Regions from separate parts of the Zea mays genome. Here all the other regions are linked to region 4. The links are chromatin contacts, called in public Hi-C maps. All regions are on one chromosome and are shown on one strand. The core of a region is the stretch at or near the end of the contact, and the rest is flanking DNA. Distances in the headings are between cores, read along the strand shown. Region 1 has its middle 20 kb from the start of LOC100273108. Region 2 holds the start of LOC100273108. Region 3 holds the start of LOC111589758. Region 4 holds the start of LOC118472959. Region 5 holds the start of LOC100501482.

Region 1 (2,700 bases), core at 145-2,644, 330 kb before region 4:
TAAGATGAGAAGTGACAAGTAAATTTTTATTATTTCAGCCAATGTTATTTTATAAACAATAATGTGTAATATTCTATATTACAGTAACTTATATACAATTTCTTTACTGATATGTATTTAGTAGATGTGTAGATGATATATACATATATCTAGTTATATGGGGCCTCTATATAAATTTTTGTTTAGGCCCCCCGAAATGTCAGGACCGGCCCTGTCTATGATCCTTAACACTATAAGGAGATTGTCAATTTGTCATCAAAGATTTGTGATATATATGTTGTATGAATTTTGAAATTAATTATGTAGATACGAATAATACATATATGCTGACTTTGCTAGATTTTTTTTTGCTAAGCGTGATGTATCGATTAGCCCTAAAATTTTGGTTATGCGTCTAATTACATAAAAAATGATGCCCTTTTTCATTATGTAATTTTTTTTTGCTGAGCTACATCCGCGTTCTTATTTTTTTGTTGTTGGCACCCGATCTGCATGGATATATGCACACGCCATTTTTTCGCTCGCGCAAAATAGAATTATATATTAGTTGGAGTAGTAATGATCTTAGTATGCATGTAGTAGTAGTAATATTAATTAGAACTAGAATATGCGTGTACTAAGGTTTAGAAAAACTTTTAAAAATGATCTTCAGCATCTCCTAATAAACCACAATTATTGGAACCTCCATAAGCTGTTCGATATCCCATAGACATAGACTTGTCAACCCTCTTCCACATCATGTTGCCAACATTTTAAAATGTGCATGCATGCTGGGTGTAGTTAATGCGCAACATTAGAAGCATGCAGAATAAACGCGCATGTAGGGGGTAAAAAACGGCTAAAGTTGCATGTAAAAGCTAAAACGTACTATAGAATTTTCATCCATATTTTTAGTAGGTTAAACGTCAAGAATTTTAATTTTGGAACCAGAGGGTGTATATATCCAGAGGCACGCTCCTAGTACTAGGGTATGTGCAAAAAGTGGATTTGTTTCATTAAGAATGTGCTAACGCATGTCCAAACAATGCCATGTCTTCGTCAGCTGCTGCTGCTAGAAGTGCGAGTCAGCTTGACGTGCATGCACGAGTCGCCTTTCAAATTGCGCATGCACCATTCGCGGTTCGCCTTTCCGAGAGAGAAGCGGCATTCGGAACTTGGATGCGGTCATTATTACTTCTTGCCCGGAAAACCAGCCTGCCTGTCTGCCATTACTCCTTCCCGGGAAGCTCGAGCTTTCCTGGGCTCCCTCCAATTGAAGCCTGCTTGCTCCCTTGCGTTTCAAGTCCGGTGGGCGTTCCCCCGTCGGTTTCGTCATGGGCTTCTCTAGATTCCCCAGCCCACACAGTACACGCACGGTGATTGTCTTGATGGGTTGGGTTTGATTAGAGGCGCGAGCGAGGCCAGCCCGTGCGCAGCGCACCATCGGCGTCACCTTCTCCGTCATGTGTCGTCACCGAAGAGGCGAGAGCGCGAAGTGGTGGTGGTGGCCGGTGGGGGGGCCGGGTTAGGTCAACCGCTGCGCACGGAGGGATCCAGATCCTGCTAATCACCATGTCCATGACAATAGCTGTTGACGATCCCAGATGGAGTGGTAGGGTTTGCATTGCATTGTAGTAGACAGTAGTAGTGCATTGCATGCAGCTGGCCTCCAGCTGTGGAGGGTGCAATGCCATCTGCAGGGGGCCGGGATTGTACGTAGTGCCACTGCCAATCCAATCCAAATCTTTGCAAGCGTGGGTCGGCGCCGGTTGCCAACGAAACGAAAAGGTAGACGACGCGTCCAGTCCATCTCCATACTCCTTACTCCATAGTCGGTCGATCAGCAGCATATCCTGATCTGGTGGGGTACGACGTTGTCGTTGTTTACTTATTCTTTATCATCATTGCTGCCACTTGTCAGTTTTCCCCTCCGTCCACAGTTCGGGTTTCTGCATGCCGTGTTGACAGCAGAACAATAGAGAGCCAAGCACAGAAAAAAGGTCAGCTCAATGTCGGATTTATTGTAGGAAAAATATTTTTTTTTTCACTCAGAAATGTACGTAGTGGATATGATATGAATGCGAATGTAGCAGTACTCGGTCCTATATCTACCTTTTTTCATAAAGTAGCAGTGGCTATTTCTGGACACGCGTGCTAGCCTCCAGGCCATCGAGCTGGTGTATACGTATACGTGGTAGTCTGAATTGTGCATGGTACGGTGTGAACTGCAGAGTTTTTACTCGCAGCTTCCAGAGTCCAGACGAGCTCTGCTCGATCGTCGTAGACTCTCTGCTTGCGCTTCCCCTGCCGGGCCAGCAAGTCAAGCTGACGGCTTCTCCCAAGTCTCAAGTAAGCGACCATTCTAAAGTACATTTTAGTTTAAAAATAAATTAGCAGTCGATAAATATCCGATTACAAATGGACTCAATTATACACCTCCTCCTGTGCTGGTTTTTGCCATCCCAAACTCGTACCCTTGTAAAATATATATACCCATTAAAAACTCGTACCCAAAACAAGTTTAAAATTGTACCCAAACCCGTACCCATCTGGTTAGCGGGTATCCACGGGTAACCCGTGAGTTTCATCTCTTGTTCTTCTCATAATTAATAAGTATCGTAATGATATATTAGTGAGATCATGGTCCAAAATTTATGTGATAAAAACAACTGAGTTCATGATTTGATATAAAAATTATTAGTAGAGAGATTGAAATATAAA
Region 2 (2,700 bases), core at 49-2,548, 360 kb before region 4:
TTTTTATTGGTCATTTCGATGCAACATTTAATTGACATTTTAGCATGTAAAATCATGAACTAAAACTTTTGCATGTTTTATTCTTTTTTCATCTCATTCTTGATGGTGCGCAATATTAAGAATAACACAATGAAACTCTTATTTGGAGTAGCCTTAGGCTATTCCTAACCCACTATTTCTTATCACGATATACAACTTGCCAAATCATATGTTGCTATACAAGATATAGTTGTCCTAATTATAATATCATCTGATGTTCAATAGTCTTACAGGATTATTAAATGTTAGATGTATACAAGAGTATGAATCGTGCCTGAGCGACATCTCTATTAAAATCTTTATTCTCTTTCCTCTTTACTCACATGTCACATCAGCTTTTCATTCTACCTGGCATATAGCCATATACTAAATGAGTAAGATACCATTAATCCAAACACATTAATAGTTGTATTAGAGATACGAAATTAAAATTAAGGGTATGTTTATATCTCTAGTGCTAAAGTTTAGCGGCTGCTAAAATTTAGCATGTGCTAAACATTAGCACTTGAGGACTGTTTGGATAAAGTGCTAAACTTTATCAACTGCGGCGGCCAATGGTGGGAGAGTGAAAGGGGTAATCCATGCAAAATAGGATTGGAGACTATTTTTAGCATAGTTTTATCATCTTTGGTTGAGCTAAAGTGCTAATATATGCTAAACTTTAGCACAACACTTTTTGTCACATGTTTGTTTCTTTAGCGTCTAAACTTCAGAAGAAAAAAATATAGTGCTAAAGTTTAACGAGAAAACAAACGGTCCTAAAACAAGGTTAAAATGTAAAAAGTTCGGTGGCCTCGTGAATCGTGGTCCGGAGCAGAACTCACGTGGGACCCGTTCCCCGCGCAGAGAATCCCGAGGCCCCACCGCGGGAGCCACTGGCCGCCCACCACGGTTCACCTCGTGCGCTCTCCTTCCCGGACACGTGTCGTCCTATCAACGACCCGCCCACCGCGTCTGAGCCACGCTGGACGCTCGGTCGCCGCACACTCTTCCACCGACATGCGGGGTTCCATTCCTCTCCGCCCAAAATGTCAGTGGCGTTCGACGTAACCAGGCAGAGTGCAGCAGGAAGGACGTTGTGTCGTACCACGTGGGGGACTCGACCGGGGGAACCGGTAAACGTGGCGCGGGCCCCGCCGAGAACGACGCGAGCGATCCGGTCACCGCGGCCCGGGCCCGCTGGCCCCTAGTCGCCACGCGAACCACTCCTTTATTTCTTTTGTTTCCTACTCCTATTTTTAATTATTTTTTTGTTTCCTAATGCCCTCGTTTTCAATTAAAAAGTGAAGCGCAAGCCATTAAACAAACACAAATAGCACACACGGGCACACGGCAGGCCTACAACTACAAGAGGAGAGGAGAAGAGAGAGGAGAATTTTCAATGCTGCCGCGCACCGTCATCACTAGCTAGTGGAGGGGCGGACGAGAAGGCGAGGAGCTGAGGGGAGAGAGGCTTCACAGAGCTTGCTTGAGCCTGGAGGGGGCTGCCGCTGTTTGTCTCTCCACTCCACCCACCAGCAGTTACCTCGGGAGGGCATGGCAAAATCTGGTGCCTCCTTTCCGGAGTCCAGTTGGATGGAGAGGGATTTCCTGGCCGCGATCGGCAAGGAGCAGCAGCACCCGCACAAGGAGGAGGCAGGCGCGGAGGAATCTGGTATGCTCCCGGCCTCCTTTCGCCGCCTGCCGCGCTGCGTTTCTTGATCTGTGCCCGCACCGAGCCGTGCCCTAGTTTCTTGCCGTGCTGGGGTTGGGTTCGCTCCATTCGGTGCGGCGAGATGCGGCATGGGTGCGCTGCGAAATTCAAGCGTCCCTTTCCTCTCTCTCTCTCTTTTCTCTGTGTGTGTTTTGTTGCTGATTACTTTATCTTCGCAACAAAGAGTGTGGGCTTGCTTGGCTGGCATGCCTGCCGAATTCCTTTTGACGGCCGGCCTGCCGTGTACGCTCGATTGTGGGGAGAGTTAATACGTGAAGAAAGCGACGATGTTTCCGGGAGAGGCTGGCCGAGCCTTTCGGACAGCCGCGCGTGTCGTTAGTTGATTTCGAGCTGCTAGTAGTCTGATCGCTCGTGTGGGATGGGGATGGTTAACGGATCCATCTCTGGGTTCTTGCTTTGCTGTGTGTATTTATGTGCCGGCGTCTGATTGTCAGAGGCATGTGTGCAATCTCTCTCCCCAGCTTACTTCGGCGGAGCAGGAGCAGCAGCAGCAGCCCCGGCAATGGACTGGTCCTTCGCTAGCAAGCCCGGCGCCGCCCCGGCGTTGATGTCGTTCCGGTCAGCTTCGTTCCCCCAGTTCTCCTCCTTCGACGGCGCCAAGAACCCGGCCCCTCGTATCCTCACGCACCAGGTTTGCGCGGCTGCCCTTCTTGGTTCTGGTCCATGTCAGCTTCCGAGTTTTTACTGATACATCTAGGTCCCTTTTCGGGCCTCTGATGATGCTTTTGCAGAGGTCGTTCGGCCCCGACAGCACGCACTACGCCGCCGCGCACCGCACGCAGCATGCGCTGAACGGGGCTAGAGTCACTCCGGTCTCGTCGCCGTTCAACCAGAACAGTCCGATGTTCAGGGTCCAGAGCTCGCCTAGCCTTCCGAACGGTACTGCGTTCAAGCAGCCGCCTTTTGCCATCAACAACAACGCTGCGGCCAGTTCTACTGTTGGTTTC
Region 3 (2,700 bases), core at 21-2,520, 300 kb before region 4:
ATGACGATCGAGGAAGAAGTAGATCATCTCAGCGCCTCAGAACAGCTCGACCCTGCCGTCGTTGTTCCATGCCTCCAGCTGGTGATCGAACAGAGCGTTGTTCCTCTGGTAGGCGAGGAAGGGGTTGTCGTCCTCGAACTCCCACGGCGTCGTGGCCAGGCCGGGCACCACGTCGTCGTCCAGCCACATGGACTCAGGCCACTCCACCATCTGCAGCGGCCGCTCGCCGTCGGCGACGCTGCTTCCACCAGCTCCGCTCGACGACGGCGCTGTGACGACGGAGGCCGAGTGAGACGACCGGGACGCGGAGGAGGAGGAGGAGGGCGAAGAAGAGTCGTCGGGAGAATAAGCCGCGGGTGGGAAGTCGTCGATGTCGTCAAGGAGGTGCGCCAGCATCTCCTCCTCGTCGGTAAAGAACGGCGCCGTCTCGTGCCCGATAATCGGCGTAGCTGCTGCCATCATGACCGCGTCGGCCTTCTCCCCCTCCTCCTCGGGCGACCCGCCCGTGTCCTGCTCCTGCTGAGTCGGAGGAGGAGCTGCTGGCTGTGGGTGGAGGGGCTTGTGGGTGGCAGGGTCGATGCCCATCTTCCTCAGCTTCTTCTTGATGTGCGTGTTCCAGTGGTTCTTGATCTCGTTGTCCGTGCGTCCCGGCAGGTGCGACGCGATCTTGGACCACCGGTTGCCCAGCTGCGCGTGCAGGTCGATCACCGTCGTCTCCTCCTCCGACGACAGCAGCCCGCGCTTGAGGTCCGGGCGCAGGTAGTTGGTCCACCGAAGCCTGCAGCTCTTTCCGCACCGCAGTAGCCCTGCCCATTATACAGAGAGAGAGAAAGTGGGTTCATCGTCATGTCGTTGGCGTCTTAGCGTGCATGGAAGCCTAATAGTATGAGCCAAATTAATTAACACGATGGAAGCGGGATGGTCAGTCAGGCACGCTCACTCACCGGCAAGCTTGGGCACGGCGCGCCAGCAGCACTGGCCGTTGGTGAGGAGGAAGGTGACGAGCTTCTCGTCCTCCTCCGCCGACCACGGGCCCTTCTTCAGCCCCACCTTGTCGCAGCACGGTTGCCTCCCCATTGCTCAGTTGGTTTAGTTGTAAAGAAACGCTCAGAGAGAAGCAAGCAGATCGCCAAAGCTGGCCGTAGCTAGCTTTGCTTTGATGTGGCTAGGCAAGCTAACTTGGCGGTGCAGAGGGAAAGGCCATTGCCACCTTCCTTTATAAAGGACGAGGAAGGAGAAAGACGACGACGCCCGCGGCGAAATCAGGTAATGACTAGCGAGCTAGCAAGTGGATGCGGTCCTTTGTCCAGGACGGAATACGCGTGTCTCCTGGATGGCCGGCCCCACGGTGTAGGTCGTGTTGCGCTTGGCCTGGTTGCTTCGCTGCTCGCGGGTCCCTTTCGCTTGCTTTGCACGGGCTGCTACGTGAAGCGGCTTCCATTTGCGCTTTTGTTTACTAGAAAAAGAGGCGCGCTTCGCGGCGCCCTACCTACATTAGCCGAATGCATTAATAAACTTAATTTAGTGCGATTCAAAGTAGACACATAAAATAGACCGGTTTGGTATGAACAAATGGCAAAGTTCTTTAAAAAAATAGAAGTACAATGCAAATGAATGATAATTTTACCATGGGAAACTCAAGCATGCCAGACTAATCTAACTCAGCAAAGCACGTCACAGTTTGCTGCAATGTAGAGTAAGATGCTCAGCTGAATTCTAACGTTTCATTTTTAGTGGAGCACTTCTTCGAGCTTGAAATCCACGTATATCACGACGAGCTGCCGCACGACATAGAATTAATTAAATCTCAAAACCATCGAATCGCAAGGCAAAGGGAGTAGAATCTGTACTGAAGCAGGCACCTGCAGGCTGCAGCTACACGCCTGCAACTTCTTCTGGAACTGGATGTTCACCATTTGCGGCTGTACACTTGAGCCCCATCAGACCTGAAACCAAATCGTAGATTTTAAAAACTCTGACCTTCTAGCTTCAACTAATTCAACAAAGAATAAAAGCGATGAGCAATTGTCACTAACTGTCGGCAGGTGTCAAGGTTGTTGTCGTGCAGGGCCGTGACACCGTTGCCAGCCCTGTAGGAACTAACGCTCCACGCGGCCGTCTTCGCCATATCTCGCATGTCCGCATCCACAGTCAGCTTCGGGCTCCCCTTCAGTCGCCCAACGCCTGGTGCCCCCGCTGCTACTGGGGTCATCGGTCGCCGCCTCCTCCTCAGCGCCATATTCCATCGAACCAATGCAACGGGAGGAATTAGAGAAGCAGTGAAGCACACTCACCACGGCAAACTCAGAGTCTTGGACCGTCAGATAGGATAGGGCGAGAGACGGTGTGAAGGGAATCGGGACTGGGTGGCGCTTGACGGCTTGGAGCTGTGCCTGAAGAAGGCGAGAGCTGGGTGTACCTGGAAGAAGGCGACGCTGTGGAACAGGATCTGGGGAACATGGCGATGGCCTGCGCCACCTCGCCCGGGCTGGCCTCCTTGCGACGGCGGAGGCTGTGGCGGTGGGAGGAGCTCTAGGCGGGCCATGAAAGCGTCGTGGTCAGGGCGCGTATGGTGCCTCAATCGCCGCGCTGCCAGGAGGACGCCCGCGATGCTTAGGCCAAGCAGTACCAGAGGTTAGCGGCGGACCCTGAGGATGCCATGGTCGATGGGACGGGCTGGGCTCGTCTACTCCGCGCGGG
Region 4 (2,700 bases), core at 174-2,673:
TCCTTTGTCCTTTGAAAACAGAGCAGGGCTGCGTATCTCGTCTATGTACTGTTAAGACGATGATAACCAGTGCACATGACGATGCATATGTGCATCTATAGAGTTAATCTTCAGTTTTAGAACCAGATTCAACGGTGCACGAGCACGATACTATATAGGGTTTTCTACAGAACAAACCAGGCATGGGAGAGGGTAGGTTTCGTAAAAAAAAAATACAACAACCGTACACTATTAGATCTGATTTTAAAGGCCGGGATTTTATGTATGTGGATATATATGCGCATCAAACCTCCATGTACGCTAGGTATATATCATCCCTGCACACTAGTATTAGCCCTATCCAGGTGCTTGCTTGCTACGAGGATTGTGTTCATGCACGAAGGATGGCTGGCTTCGGTTCTTGGATTGGATCACATGATTTGAGAACACATGGCAGCTGGTAAGCATATAGTAGAACAGAACGAATTAAGGAAAAAAAAACAGCACAGCAGGTAAGCAGGTAATAAACTCCCTCTCATAACTCATCGTAAACATATATTTATATATACATACACACCACCACCACCAAGAAGAAGAGCACAGCAGGATACAGAAACAGAGCATGCTATGCTACTGTACCAGGAACCACGCAGTACGTACACATGGCGATGCTACCTACTATATACCGTCGTCGTCTACCAAGCTCCGATCCCATGTCCGCGCGCGCAGGCGCAAAGCACGGGCAGGCTCACTCACTAACACCCCCCAAGAACACTGGTCACGCTCGCTACGTACGCGCCTAGCGATATCTACAACCGGCGGCGGGCGCGCGGGCAGCCGAGAGAACCGCGTGTCGACGGATGCTCGCTACTAGTCACTCGCTCACCGGGACCGGGATGATGGCGCTGCCGGCACGGCGGAGCGGCGACAGGGAGCGCGGGGCTCGCCAGGCCACGCCGCCGGCGCCGGTGTTGGGCCGGGTCTCCAGCAGGCGCAGCTTCAGGAGGCGCTCCCTGAAGGCCTCCTCGTCCTCCTTCTTGATCCGCCGCACCTGGCTGTGCACCAGCAGCACCTCCTCCTCCTGCCGCTCCTTATTATTGCCGGCCGCTCCTCGTCCGGCGCCTTGCTCTTTCCCCTGATCCATCGGAACAAACGGCGATCTCGCCATATATATCGACACACAAGCGAAGCGAAGCGAACGATGATCGAGGCTTCTCTGAATTGGTCACAAACTCACACGTACGTACGCTAGCTACTACGGACGGCTCCGACTACTACTCTTGTTGGTGACTCGATCGGCGTCCCGGCTGTCGGTATAGATATATATAGCGCCGGAGATGGATGAGCATGAGAGAGGGAGGAGGCAGAGGGGCTGCTGCGTGCGAGGCTTGGATTTGGCTTCTCCACTTTTTGGCGCGAAAGCGATGGGCGAGGAAGGAAGGGAACGCTGAGCGGTCGTCCAATCCAAAGCCTCGCGAAAGGGAACGCCACGCCGAACCGTCTCCAGGCCATTCAAGGCACGATTTAATTGATTTATTTCACCCATTCTCTTCAACCAACACCTCATCAAGCGGTTCTCCTCTGGTTTCAGGCTTGCAGCCGCACCTACTAATAATATCCGCATCACAGTCTGAAAGTATGCCACCGCGGTCGATGAGAGCAGGAGCAGCCTGAACCGCGCATTAAAAAAAACGCGTGCGGTCGTCGTCATCCACAAGCAGCACCAGACGCAAACGATTTCACCGCGTTTTCATGCGACCGACCGACCGTTACTACCTGACGACGACGGTGTAGATACGGGCAGGTAGGCGGCCGGCAGACGGTTGAGCCTATCTATCTATCTATCTATCTATCTATCTATCTATCTATCTATCTATCTATCTATCTATCTACGTTTCGTTTTCACCATAGGCCGGGTACTTCTGACGTCTCTCTTTTGCTTGGAGGATAGATAGAGATCTGCGTATCCTCCTCCAGTCCGCCATGGCCACATATATATGGTTATGGTTCGGTTCAACCGACGTCCTGCAGGCGTGGTTAGGATAAAATATGACTTTGCTTGAACGCCATCCGATTACGCCCGCCTAACGGATAAAACTTGCGACTGTGTTTCGTTTGATTGCGTTGGCGTTATACTAGTTTGTCGAACCAAACATGTTGGCAGGTGTGACTTTTGCTCCTGCCGGCTGCCGGTAAAAACGTTTCTTCACCCGGGGGGTAAAAAAGGCGCAAAAGAAGATCCGAAATCAAAAAAGAAGCAGATCTTGCTTCGATCTCACTGTTGCAAGCTGCTGCATTGACGCTAGCAAGTAGCAACGGGTGTTATGCTAGCGCTAATGACGTAGTACGGTACAGACGCGGCAGGCAACCACTCTCGTCACTCCGCTTTTAATTTGTGGCCCTGTACAGCTCCCTTTCAGAAATTTGGTGAACTAAGTCATTAGCTGCTCCACAAAATCATAAGACTAGAGCGTTAAATCTTTAGAAAACATTTAGATACGTCTTTTTATTTATTATTTAGATAAAAAACTATTTTAATTGGTATTATAAATTATAACTTCACACTTAAGCTACTCGGTTTTTTTTATGTTGACCTGTTGCTCTCAACTCATCAATCTGGCGGGCTCTATTGCTTCTCCACATGAGTAGCTGTCTAGATTAGCGATACTCGGTTTCCGTACTGAAATCCGACCCAGAAGACACAACTCCCTTTCAAACATA
Region 5 (2,700 bases), core at 186-2,685, 420 kb after region 4:
AGCGCTTCCGCAGGAATGTGGGGAGCACCATGAGATGGTAATCGTGCACCCAGACGAAGTCTTCGTCGGGGCTGATCACCTCCAGGATCTTGTCGGCGAAGATCTTGTTGACCGACACGTAGGCCTGCCAGAGGAGGCGGTCGAAGCGGCCGCCTAGCTCCGGCGACAGTGGCAGCATGTAATGGAACAGTGGCCAGAGCTGCTGCTTGCAGAAGCCGTGGTAGAAGCGGGAGCGGAGGTCGGCGGGCAGGAAGGTGGGAACGCAGCGGAAGCCCTCGAGGAGGTCGTGCGCGACCTGGTCGTGCTCGGCTGGGGGCACGTCGTCGCGGAGGCCGCCGACGTAGACGAACTCCACGTCCGCGCGGCCGTGGTGCGCGCGGAGGCTGTCCTTGACCTGCAGGAGGAGGCTGTCCTGGTCCCACGCGAAGTCCCACCCGCCGCCGCCGGCGCCGGCGGCGGCGCGGCGGGAGGCGCGGACGGGGAGCTGGTTGGCGACGATGATGACGCGCTCCCGCGGCGCGTGGGAGGACTGGTCGGCGGCGGAGGCGGCGTCGGAGACGTCGAGGTCCGGCACAATGCCGGAGGCCGTCACGACGCGCGGTATCCGGCGGCGCCCCAGCGACGGCAGCGGCTCGCCGCCGCTGCCGCCGGCGGCGAGCTCCAGGAGGTTCGAGTAGGATCTGGACACCATGCCCGCACGGGCGACGTCACAGCGAGCTGCCTGCCGCTGAACCTCCAAACAAGGATTCGATCTTTCACCGCTCGCCCTCCAAACCAAGATCCGGCGAACAGTACTCTGGAGAGGGTCTCAAGAAAAAGCTTCGCAGGCAGCTTAAGAATGAACGGCCGGCGGAGATGGAAGAGGATCTGCTGTCCACCAGTCTCCGGCGGCGAAGAGATAAATCTCGGCAAGGGAATCGAATCCGCAGAGCAACTAGTAACAATCAGAAAACCGAAAAGGCTGCCCTCCCTCCCTCCCTCCCTTTCCGGAAAAAAAAACCCACAAGCAGCTTTCGGCCGAAATCAATCCGGACGACCGAGCAACGACGTCTCAGGTGCTCCAGCTGGGACGGCCACTACCACTACCACACCTCGACAGACCGGCGGCAGGGGGGAGACAGAGTCTCGCGCGCTCGCCGACGACGACGACCCGGTCCTGGACCGGCATTTGGCCACCTCCGCCTCGCCCTCGCTCTGCAACGCACGGCAGCGCCAGGCAGCCGCTGCCGCAGCCGCAGCCGGCAGGATGGGTAGGAACCGGCTGGATGGAGAAGAAAGGATTTGGCGGGGCAGGGAAAGCAAACCCCGTTTCCAGGAAGGAGGAGGGATTCGAGCGAGGCGTGGGCTGGCAGCGCCGCTCGCTGGATATAGGAGGCGGCGCGGAACGGAAGCGATTCTTGGCCTCGGGTCGCGTGCAGGGGGCGTGGTGGACTGGTGGTGGTGGCTCTTGAGCGATCGCAAGAGACGCTGAGATGTGTTTGTTTAAGTAGCAAGCAGCAGGAGCAGCAGCCGAGAGAACGAGTTGCGATAAGCTTTAGCGTTTTATTTTATTTTAGTTTAGTAGCAGAGACGCCGATCCGGAGCCGAGCAGCCGAGCCGAGTGGCCTCGCGATGGAGACGCGCCGAATAAAATACTAGTAATACAACTCGGGCGATTTGCTGGAAACAACCCTGTGTTCTTGTTGTTTATCGCTTGGGTGGCCGCTTGCCCTCTGCCTGCCGTCCTGTCCTGCTGCCCACGCCCACCCACCCGCCCAGCAGCTGTTCGGATCACGATTATGGTATGCTGCTGCCTCGAACGAAAGCGTTATCCTGTTTGCTGGTTTTTAGATAGCGAGCACACGTTTTGGTCGCTCAAAGAGCGTGTTGGGGGAGGTGGGGATTTGTTCCTCCGGACTCTCTACCAAGGCAAGCAGGAACGGGACGGAAGCGTTCCTTGCGAAACCTGGAGTCTTATCTGTCGCCCGCCTGCTCCGTCTCCAATTTATTTATTTATTTATTTATTTATTTCCGTTCGTAGCTGCACGCCTGCACATACATGCGATCTTTTGACTTCAATTGTTTTTCCAAGAAAGGACTGGATAATGACGCGTTGTTTTTTCTCCTGCCAGCCAGCAACTCTTAAGCCCGTCCGCCGCCGCCCCATCCGCGCACTGCTAAAAACTGGACAAGGAATCAATCGCTCCTAAACAAATCCTGTGCCTGCAGCGCAGGAGTTTTTATTTTTTTATTTTTTTATTTTTTTTGCCCCCCGATCCGCCTCGATCGGCATGTGAATAACAGGAGGCCGAGGGACCACCGTGAAAAAAAAAGTTGGGTTGTTCACACGCAGAGACAGCGCAGTACAGGGGGAGCTAGCTGGAAGCGTGAGTTCCCACGATCTGCATCTGCCTGCCAGTGCCAAGGCGAGCGAAAAAGGGGACCACGCCGCGCTGAGCCCTATCCACTTCCGGACCCTCTCGCGCCGTCCGATCCCCATCGGGCGGCCGGGGCAGCCCGCGTGGGAAAATATCCGCCCGCGTCGGCCGTGTGAGATCGCCGCTCCCGCGCACGTGCGGCCGCCTACGTGTCGCCCGGGAAGGGCGCCGCGGCACGTGCCGCGGCCCAGCTGTCGCTCCCCCCGGGCAGGAAGAAAGAGAGGGTTTTTTTTCTTCCCTGTGGCAGGGGCCCGTCGGGAGCTTGGGTTTAGCCGGCCTGGAC

The links. A called contact is a pair of places that touch in the nucleus more often than the background predicts.
Region 1: a contact with region 4 is called in a Hi-C map of ear, with 4 times the contacts expected there. The contact joins the enhancer-like site here to the promoter of LOC118472959 in region 4. A contact is called at or near these places in 2 of 25 Hi-C or Micro-C datasets (ear and tassel).
Region 2: a contact with region 4 is called in a Hi-C map of ear, with 2.4 times the contacts expected there. The contact joins the promoter of LOC100273108 here to the promoter of LOC118472959 in region 4. A contact is called at or near these places in 4 of 25 Hi-C or Micro-C datasets (bundle sheath, ear, endosperm and 1 more).
Region 3: a contact with region 4 is called in a Hi-C map of tassel, with 3 times the contacts expected there. The contact joins the promoter of LOC111589758 here to the promoter of LOC118472959 in region 4. A contact is called at or near these places in 2 of 25 Hi-C or Micro-C datasets (ear and tassel).
Region 5: a contact with region 4 is called in a Hi-C map of bundle sheath, with 4 times the contacts expected there. The contact joins the promoter of LOC100501482 here to the promoter of LOC118472959 in region 4. A contact is called at or near these places in 2 of 25 Hi-C or Micro-C datasets (bundle sheath and leaf mesophyll).

What each region holds. Positions count from the first base shown.
Region 1 is chr7:113,381,740-113,384,439 of Zm-B73-REFERENCE-NAM-5.0, reverse strand. No RefSeq gene overlaps it. Among protein-coding and RNA genes, the nearest start is that of LOC100273108, 20 kb to the left of the region's middle. Within about 2 kb of position 1,394, at least 18 of the 20 cell types and tissues checked have an H3K27ac peak or open chromatin away from gene starts, as enhancers often do. A contact at or near this core is called in ear and tassel, where this site is marked.
Region 2 is chr7:113,402,019-113,404,718 of Zm-B73-REFERENCE-NAM-5.0, reverse strand. LOC100273108 reads left to right here and starts at 1,298. Exons shown (of 7, transcript NM_001147557.2): 1 at 1,298-1,693; 2 at 2,215-2,384; 3 at 2,485-2,700. The coding sequence starts at 1,576.
Region 3 is chr7:113,344,317-113,347,016 of Zm-B73-REFERENCE-NAM-5.0, reverse strand. It overlaps LOC111589758, which reads left to right and starts at 1,270. Exons shown (of 2, transcript XM_023300650.2): 1 at 1,270-1,484; 2 at 1,623-1,695. The coding sequence starts at 1,270. The coding sequence ends at 1,695. LOC103632720 (transcription factor MYB20) reads right to left here. Exons shown (of 5, transcript XM_008654463.3): 1 at 2,037-2,700; 2 at 1,863-1,946; 3 at 1,628-1,778; 4 at 945-1,489; 5 at 1-806. The coding sequence starts at 1,077. The coding sequence ends at 37.
Region 4 is chr7:113,046,822-113,049,521 of Zm-B73-REFERENCE-NAM-5.0, reverse strand. LOC118472959 reads right to left here and starts at 1,423. Exons shown (of 1, transcript XM_035961006.1): 1 at 493-1,423. The coding sequence starts at 1,147. The coding sequence ends at 854.
Region 5 is chr7:112,625,978-112,628,677 of Zm-B73-REFERENCE-NAM-5.0, reverse strand. It overlaps LOC100501482, which reads right to left and starts at 1,435. Exons shown (of 3, transcript NM_001366928.1): 1 at 1-1,435. The coding sequence starts at 691.